2 separate regions of the Capra hircus genome follow, and region 1 is linked to region 2. Evidence: chromatin contacts called from public Hi-C data. All regions are on one chromosome and are shown on one strand. The core of a region is the stretch at or near the end of the contact, and the rest is flanking DNA. Distances in the headings are between cores, read along the strand shown. Region 1 overlaps COL4A4 (collagen alpha-4(IV) chain). Region 2 overlaps COL4A3 (collagen alpha-3(IV) chain).

Region 1 (3,885 bases), core at 1,380-3,879, 130 kb after region 2:
GGGAAAACCAGTGTTCCATGACCTGGATCAAGGGATGACCTAATTATTTTTTTAAATTGAACTATAGTTGATTTACAGTGTTTCAGGTGTATAGCAAAGTGATTCAGTTACACACACACACACACACACACACACACACACACACACACACATTCTTTTCTAAACATGCTACTGAAGATAGTTCCCCATGCTGTATAGTAGGTGGGTGACCTTATTTATCATTCAGTAGCAAAGCCATGTCTTCTAGTTCTCAGTACAGCATTTTTTCCCATTGCATCAAGCTTCCTCTTAAAGAAACAACTTTTTTCTTTTATTTCTGATCTATATTATATGAGGTGAGGAATGTTCACTAAACTTATTGTGATTTCATGATGTATGTGAGTTGAATCATTACGCTGTCCATCTTTTAAAAAAAATCTGGCTCTGCCGCTCTGCATGCAGGATCTTAATTCCCTCACCAGGAAAGGAACTGAGATCCTGGGAATCCCCTTTCTTCCAGTTTTAATGATATACTTGATACCGCACTGTGTAAGTTTAAGATGTTAATTCCCATGGGGAATTAACCTGTCTGTCCACTGGTTAGGGCTTTGCACTTTTGCCGCCACGGGCCCAAGGGAACTAAAATCCCACAAACTTTGAGGTATGGCCCTCCAAAAAAAACTGGAAAAAAAATGATACAAAAATACAGCCTATTTATCAAATTAAAAGACATTAATAAATGAATTTTACATGATTTGGAAGGACACATTATTGTCTTGCTTATATTAATGAAAAAATAAATAATATTCATTTAACCTCCATTAAAATTTTTTTTAAAACAGCTGAAAATCCTGAGTCAGTGATATTATAGACTTAACTGACCAATTTTTTCCTTTATTGAATGAGGTGAACTTAAGGCACAAGAAAACACTTGCCATTGCAGTCCGGTCTCCTTGGACTGTCTACTCTTTGAGTAACACCTTTTTTGTTGTTGTTATTTATCTTATGATCCTCCTATATCTCCAGCAGTTGTTTCATTTGCAATAGAGAAGGACCTTGGAGGCACCCCTAAAGGGTTTAGGCTGCACATTGAGGCCTAGTTGAGCTTTAAGTGATGTTATAGTGCCACCTAGTGGCATAGTTTTTGAAACACAGTCAAGAATTTAAAAGACAGGGTTGCTGGCAAACTCTTCTTTGTTAATTTTGATTATAAATAAGTGCTTGAGTGTATATTTAATTATACCGTGGAAGGCAGTGGCCAAGGTGGGCTGGGGGTGGTTTTATTACACAGATTCCTGGTCCCAGTAATCTTACTGGACGACATCACCCCAAGTAGATATTAAAGTAACATGCATGAAACAATAATGAGAAATAAGTGCTAAGCTTATGTGGGTGTTAATTGTTTGAAGGTGGATATGAGAGTTTATACAAGAGTGAGGTTGAAAAGGACTGTAGTGAAAAGGGAAGCAGCAACTTTGAAGTCGGGTGTGACTCTGCTTCTCCAGGTGGTAGCCAAGTGGCCTTCATCTCTCTGAGCCTGGGCTTCCTCATTTGGGGAAGAAAAAGTAGATGTAGGATGACTTTGCACTCTAAGGATGTAAGGATTCCATGCGAGGAAGGCATAGTACTTTTCCAGGGACCAGAATGGGGTGAGTGCTCTGTGAGGGGTGTCCCAGCATCGTCATCATTGTTGTCATCATAATTTGGGTTGGGGGAAGGTTGAATCTGAGCTACAGGGCTCAGATACCAAGGCTGCTATTCCTTCAGGCAAAGAGAATGCACAAATGTGACTGGAGCAGAGGATGTGGGTGCAGGCCCTTAGGGACCATGGTTTGCTGGCGTGGAGGAGGATGGGCTGTGCTCATTGCAGTGTTGACGGAAGCAAGGACACAACATAGGGAAGACTGAGGGTTAGTTGACATTGGTAGGTGCAAGTGAGGGGGAGATTGGACTTAGGGAAGCAGGGGAGGCTGGTGCTTGGGTAGCCCACGTGGATGACCAGACTGTGACCCAGGGTCCAGAGGGACAGACATCTGAGAATTAATTCAGGGAAAGAAGTGATAGGCTTGGTCTTGGGAGAAGGAGGGATAGAGGGTCAGCAAAGCTGACAGCTGGGTCACCACCCAGCTTAGCTGGTGGAAGAAACCCAAGTTGCTGTCTGCTGAGTCAGGGAGGAAAAAGGCAGGAAAACCAGTCTGGGCGTGGTGAGCTCAGCTTCTGACATGATGAGTGTGAATGTACAGGGAAGAAGATTCAAGAAAGTTCCTACAGAACAGTCAGAGATACAGGATGGGACTAGGAAATTAGATTTGAGAACAGAAAAATAGAGGTCTTTAACTAATTTGATGAGCACTGTTATATGTGGACTTTCCTCATTTATATAGGAATAATAATCCACTGTCCTCAGTGCTGCTGGTTGGCTTAAATGAAGTAATATATGGACACCCCAGGTGCATAACCAAGCTTAATAAATACCTTCCCCTTCCTGCGACACTTTTGATGATCAATGTCGTGGTCTTATTGGCCAAGAGTGATTTGGAAATTTATGTGTAAACAGTGTAATAAAAGGCTTTCCAGATGGCTCAGTGGTAAAGAATCTGCCTGCCAATGCAGGAGATCAGGAGAGGTGGGTTCAGTCCCTGAGTCCGGAAGATCCCCTGGAGAAGAAATTGACAATCCGCTCCAGTGTTCTTGCCTGGAAAATTCCAAGCAAAAACAGGGGAGCCTGGCAGGCTACAGTCCATGGGGTTGCAAAAGAGTTGGACACAGCTTAGTGACTTCACTTTCATTTTTACTTTCTGGCTCAGACGGTAAAGTGTCTGCCTACAGTACGGGAGACCTGGGTTCAATCCCTGGGTTGGGTAGATCTCCTAAGGAAATGGCAACCCACTCCGATATTCTCACCTGGAAAATCCCATGGATGGAGGAGCCTGGTGGGCTACAGTCCATGGGGTCGCAAAGAGTCGGACACGACTGAGTGACTTCACTTTCACGTTAGTGACTAAACAACAGTATAATGAAAGCACCTTTCTTGTTTGTTCATTCATTCCATTCACTCAGGGTTCTTGCGCGGATTCTCCGATTCTAAAGGAGCAAGAAGTAGTGGCAGAAAAAGTGTGATTGTGTGTGCATCTGCCGTTGTCTTCCTGCAGCTGTTTCTCCCAGTCCTCACACTGCTCAATAGACGGAGGATTTCTTTTTTTAAAAATTTATTTTAAGTAAAATTACTTTCCAATATTGTGGTGGTTTTTGCCATACACCACATGAATCAGCCATGGGTGTACATATGTTCCTCCATTCCTCTTAGGGTTTGCTTCCCAGAAGCAAGCAGACCAGTGGTAGCCCAAAAGGCTGATTTGAAGATTTAGGTGTTAAAATGCACATATCGTCTTCTCTGTTGGTCTCGTGTACTAAATGTTGTGAAATAAAGGTAGTTTGATCCTAGCCCAGCTCAAGAGACGCATCTGACACGGACGGTTAATGAGGGGGAATCCTAAAGGAATGCTCTGGCCTCCGAGAGCCAGGCAGGCGTGGGAGCCAGTGTCCACTCCGATCGCCTTCAGCCTTTATTTGTTCAGCTGGCCCGAGAGCCCGGTGCGGCTGCAGCCGCAGTGGGGAGGCGCGTGAATGGGTCTGATGACTCGGCGTCCGGCTGGCCTTTGGGTAGAAAGCCATGGCCTGGCGGCTTCCCATGGCATGCCAGAGCTTCCTCGGCTGTCAGGCCGATTGTCCTTTCTGGATTCAGTGAATCCTTTTTCTGACTTCACCGTCTCTCACTGAAGGTCATAAACCGCAGAGGCAATTCCAGACCCACAGTAGCAAAAAAAAGAAAGAAAAAACAGAAAAAATGCAGGGATCCTACCTCTGACAGCCAGCCATTCATTCCCTTGGGCATTTTTTTCTTTT
Region 2 (4,048 bases), core at 1,417-3,916:
GAACAGCTAAAAGCGATTTGAAACACACAAAAAAGCTGGACAAACTCTGTAAATCTTACATTTATATAACTTTTAAAAAGACATGATTAAGATCATTTTTGGCTTTTTAGGGGGATAGATTTTTTAAGGCATAATTTGCATAAAGTGCTCCAATCTTCCACAAACAGAACGAGGAATATTTACCTGTGTACATATGCATGTTTTGGTGATTCCCACCCAACGAGACACAGAACCTCTCCACCACCCTATACGTTACCCTCATGCAACTTTCCAGTCGATTAATACCTAACCCCAAGTGAGTAACCACTATGTAGATTTCTACCATTATAGAGTGCTTTTACCTGCCCTTGAACGGCATCTACAGAAGCGGCTCACACAACCTACTCCTTTGTGACATCTGTATAACTTTTACAGTGCCGGGGTTCTTTTTACTTTTTAAAACAAGATTTTTCATCAAACAGGCGGGATAGACTGGTTGGACTACTAACCCTCACGCCTTTGGCACCAGTCAGTCCTGGAGATCCTGGAGAGCCCTAGATCCAAATGCAAAAAACAAGGTAAGCACTGTGACAATTACTTGGCACTAATAAGCCCGTACATGAAAGGTCCTGGTTTTATTCACACGCCACACAGTTTTGCTCTTGCGATTATTTCATTGTTAACACGGTTCAATTGCTTGCTTGTTTCATTGGCGCTATAGTTATGTATCCGAAAGGACAAACAGAAATCCATTCATACCCCTGCTGCTCAAGGTGGGGGGCCCAACAGTAGCATCATCTGGGAGCTTGTTAGAAATGCGCCATCCTGGGTCTCCCCCACCTCCCAGACCTATTGATTCAGAATTTGCATTTCAACAAGATTTGATGATGATTCTTGCTCACATTAGTGTCTGAGAAGGGCTTCGGGAAAAGCCCCACATTAGCCAGACAGCTGCCGCGGGCTGATAAGGATGAATGACACAATTACAACGGCGGATGAGAATGGCAGGCAATATTTCTGTGCATGAGAACTACTTTATTAACAAAATGTGCCTGGCAGGCACAAATAAATAAATAGCAAACCGAGAACTGCCTGAACCAGAGATAAACTTGCTTTGAACACACAGTGAGTACACGTGGAGGTCCTGTTTCTTAAAGAATAGCCCCAAACAAAACTGTTTTAACAAAACCACTTGGTGTGAAAGTTCCATTGTCATCCAAAAGTTTTTCTTCATTCCTGAGAGTTTCAGTGTGTTTTGGTATTTCTGATTATTTTGAGGACAGGGTTGGTACAGAGACTTCTGAGACGGGACTGTCAAGGCCAAAGTCAGTCTTTCTTGTCTGAAGCGGAATTCCTAGGTGCGTGACCTTACCCCCGCCTCTGCCGGGGGCTGTCTGTAATCTGCAGATGCCAGAAGCGTGACCTGCAGATTTCAGTTCGCCATTATAAACTGTCTCATATAGAAAATATTCAGAATGAAGACCTTTATAAACCTGCAACACCTTTTTAATCAGGTTTTAATATTCTCTGATTGCCTACCTTTGGTTAAATTATCATTTGTGGCTGTATCTTTAGGCTACGGGCTTCCCAGGTGGTGCAGTGGTAAAGAATCTGCCTGCCAATGCAAGAGACGCAAGAGATGTGGGTTCAGTCCCTGGGCGGGGAAGATTGCCTGTAAGGAAACGGCAACGCACTCCAGTATTCCTGCCAGGAAAATCCCGTGGACAGAGGAGCCTAGCGGGCTACATTTCATGGGGTCAGAAAGAGTCAGACATGACTGAGCACAGCACAGAGCACAATACAGCCGCCCTAAGCTATGGTTTACTCTATCAGTTTTCTGGATGAATGTTATGGAACACCTACACATCATGTAACCCACACAAAGCACCACGTGTTTACAACCATAATTTTAATCCATTACTGACTTCTCTAGATAAAAGCTAAGGAGACCAGCAGAATGGAGTGCGGAAAACAAAACAAATAGGAGTGAGTTAGCATTCGGCTGACCTTAAGTCCAGGGCTGAAGTGACAAATTCACCTCCGGGGAAATGGAGGGAAATCTGAGAGCACGCCCTGAAGGAATGCAGCGGAATGTTCAGACACTAAGCATGTCTGAAACCAGACACTAAACATCCGGAATCGAAAGGACTTTTCTCACATTAGGATTAGAGAAAGGAGAAGGGAAGAAACAGAACGCATACGTGAATACAGGAAAGTAGAATCCCTGGAAGACAGGAAGTCTTGCGGCTGTAGCAATGGGCTTAATTTCTTTGACTGTAGGAATTTGATTCTGGCGTCATATAATCCTGGATTTGAACTCTGATTTTACCACCTATTAGCTGTGTAACCAGGACAAATCGCTTCATGTTCTGAGGGTCAGTTTCCTCATCTCTATGATGAAGATAATAATATGTCACCATCGTCATGACCAATGAGATCAATGTGAAGAATAAAAGAAATCCAGTCAAGAAGAAATGTCCCAATGCCCCAGAGCCTGACTCAGAAGAGGGGGAGCACACTGACTGAAGCCGCCCACCCTAGTCAGGCACCGTGGTAACCATTTGTGTGTTATCTTAGGACAGGAGGGACTGGTAAGGAACACGAACTGTAAGCTATCACCAACCGGAAAGTTTGGAAAGGTCAAAAGGAGACACCATGTATCCTACCGCCTCCCAGAATCCTCCGCGCTGGAATCCATCTTGACTGAGCAATACGTATGCCCCCAGGAAGGACCCTGAGTCAGAGTGATTGGCCAGAGACAACCCGGAAACTAACCCCATCACCATAAAACCCGAGACTGCAAGCCACAGGGCGGAGCAGTTCTCCTGGGTTCCCTTGCTCCGCTGCTCTCCAACCGGTGCCTCTTGCTTTGTCAGCTCGTGTGTTTCCTCGCACAGTTTATTTCCGAGTGTTAGACAAGAGCCTTGGAAGGGGTGCCCCTTCCTGCAACAAATTCACATAAAATGTTACCTAAATATTCTGCAACATCACTTAGGAAATTTAAAAAGATTTAAAATTATAATTTAAAAATTATAATCACCCTCCACAACGTATTAGTTAGTTCATAGCTTCCGGGAAGCCAGCAGGCAGGGGAGTGACCCAGAGGGTGCGTGAGAGTCCAGGCTTGAGTCCAGGCTTAATTCCACAGCAGAAAAGAGCCATCAGCAAATCTAGTTATGCAGTTATTTAGCAAATCCTCTAGGGCATTTATTTAAACAAAGCCCTTTGTTGTATCACAGACTTTAGGATAAAAATGTGTGGCGAGTGTGAAGGGCGGTGGGCTCTGGTAAGAACCTTAGGAGGCCCAACACTGAAGAACCCAGCTGAGAAACAGGAACCAGGGAAAGAAGGAAAGCATTGGGGAGGGGAGAGAAGAGAAAGGAGGGTTCCAGAAACAAAGGCCTGTGTTTCAAGGAGAAAAGAGGGAGCCTCACAGCTGGAAACGTAGCAGAGGGGTCGGGGCCAGACAAAGACACAGAGTATTCTCCACTGACCTTTTGGGGGTCGAGTGCAAAGTGGAGGTCTTGGGTTTTCAGGGAGGGAGCAGAAGGCAAATTGTTGCTGGCTAAGGAGTGAATAGGAGATGAACCACAGCCTGTGTGGTTGGTTCTTTTTTTTTTTTTTAAAGAAGTCTGTCTGAGATAGGAAAGGATGGCAGTCCTTGGATTATAGTGCTGGAAAGATCCAGAGGAAGTTATATGCTGGTATGGGTTTTGCATAAAGATGGAAAGAGAAAAACCAATAACCAAGTTGACACAGCTGAGAAAGAGGACACATCATCAGAACGCGATTCTAGTGGAAATCCCAGTGACCAGGATACAGGTAGAGAATAGGGCTTGAATGGAGGCAGAAAACACCTCACCAGCGGCCAATGCAGGTGTTCAGTTCAGTTCGGTTGCTCAATCGTGTTCGACACTTTGCGACCCCACGGATTTTAGCACGCCAGGCCTCCCTGTCCATCACCAACTCCTGGAGTTTACCCAGACTCATGTGTACTGAGTCGGTAATAAGCATCCAACCATCTTATCCTCTGTCGTCTCCTTCTCCTCCTGCCTTCAGTCTTTCCTAG

The links. Hi-C and Micro-C count contacts between places; a contact is called where the count stands out from the background.
Region 1: a contact with region 2 is called in a Hi-C map of blood, with 7 times the contacts expected there. The contact joins two enhancer-like sites. A contact is called at or near these places in 3 of 5 Hi-C or Micro-C datasets (blood and liver).

The regions. Positions count from the first base shown.
Region 1 is chr2:20,443,987-20,447,871 of ARS1.2, forward strand. The region is part of intron 4 of COL4A4 (collagen alpha-4(IV) chain); the gene reads left to right. Among named protein-coding and RNA genes, the nearest start is that of COL4A4, 39 kb to the left of the region's middle. Within about 2 kb of position 2,630, at least 3 of the 5 cell types and tissues checked have an H3K27ac peak or open chromatin away from gene starts, as enhancers often do.
Region 2 is chr2:20,318,310-20,322,357 of ARS1.2, forward strand. It overlaps COL4A3 (collagen alpha-3(IV) chain), which reads right to left. Exons shown (of 52, transcript XM_018058855.1): 4 at 489-533. Among named protein-coding and RNA genes, the nearest start is that of MFF, 78 kb to the left of the region's middle. Within about 2 kb of position 2,667, at least 1 of the 5 cell types and tissues checked has an H3K27ac peak or open chromatin away from gene starts, as enhancers often do.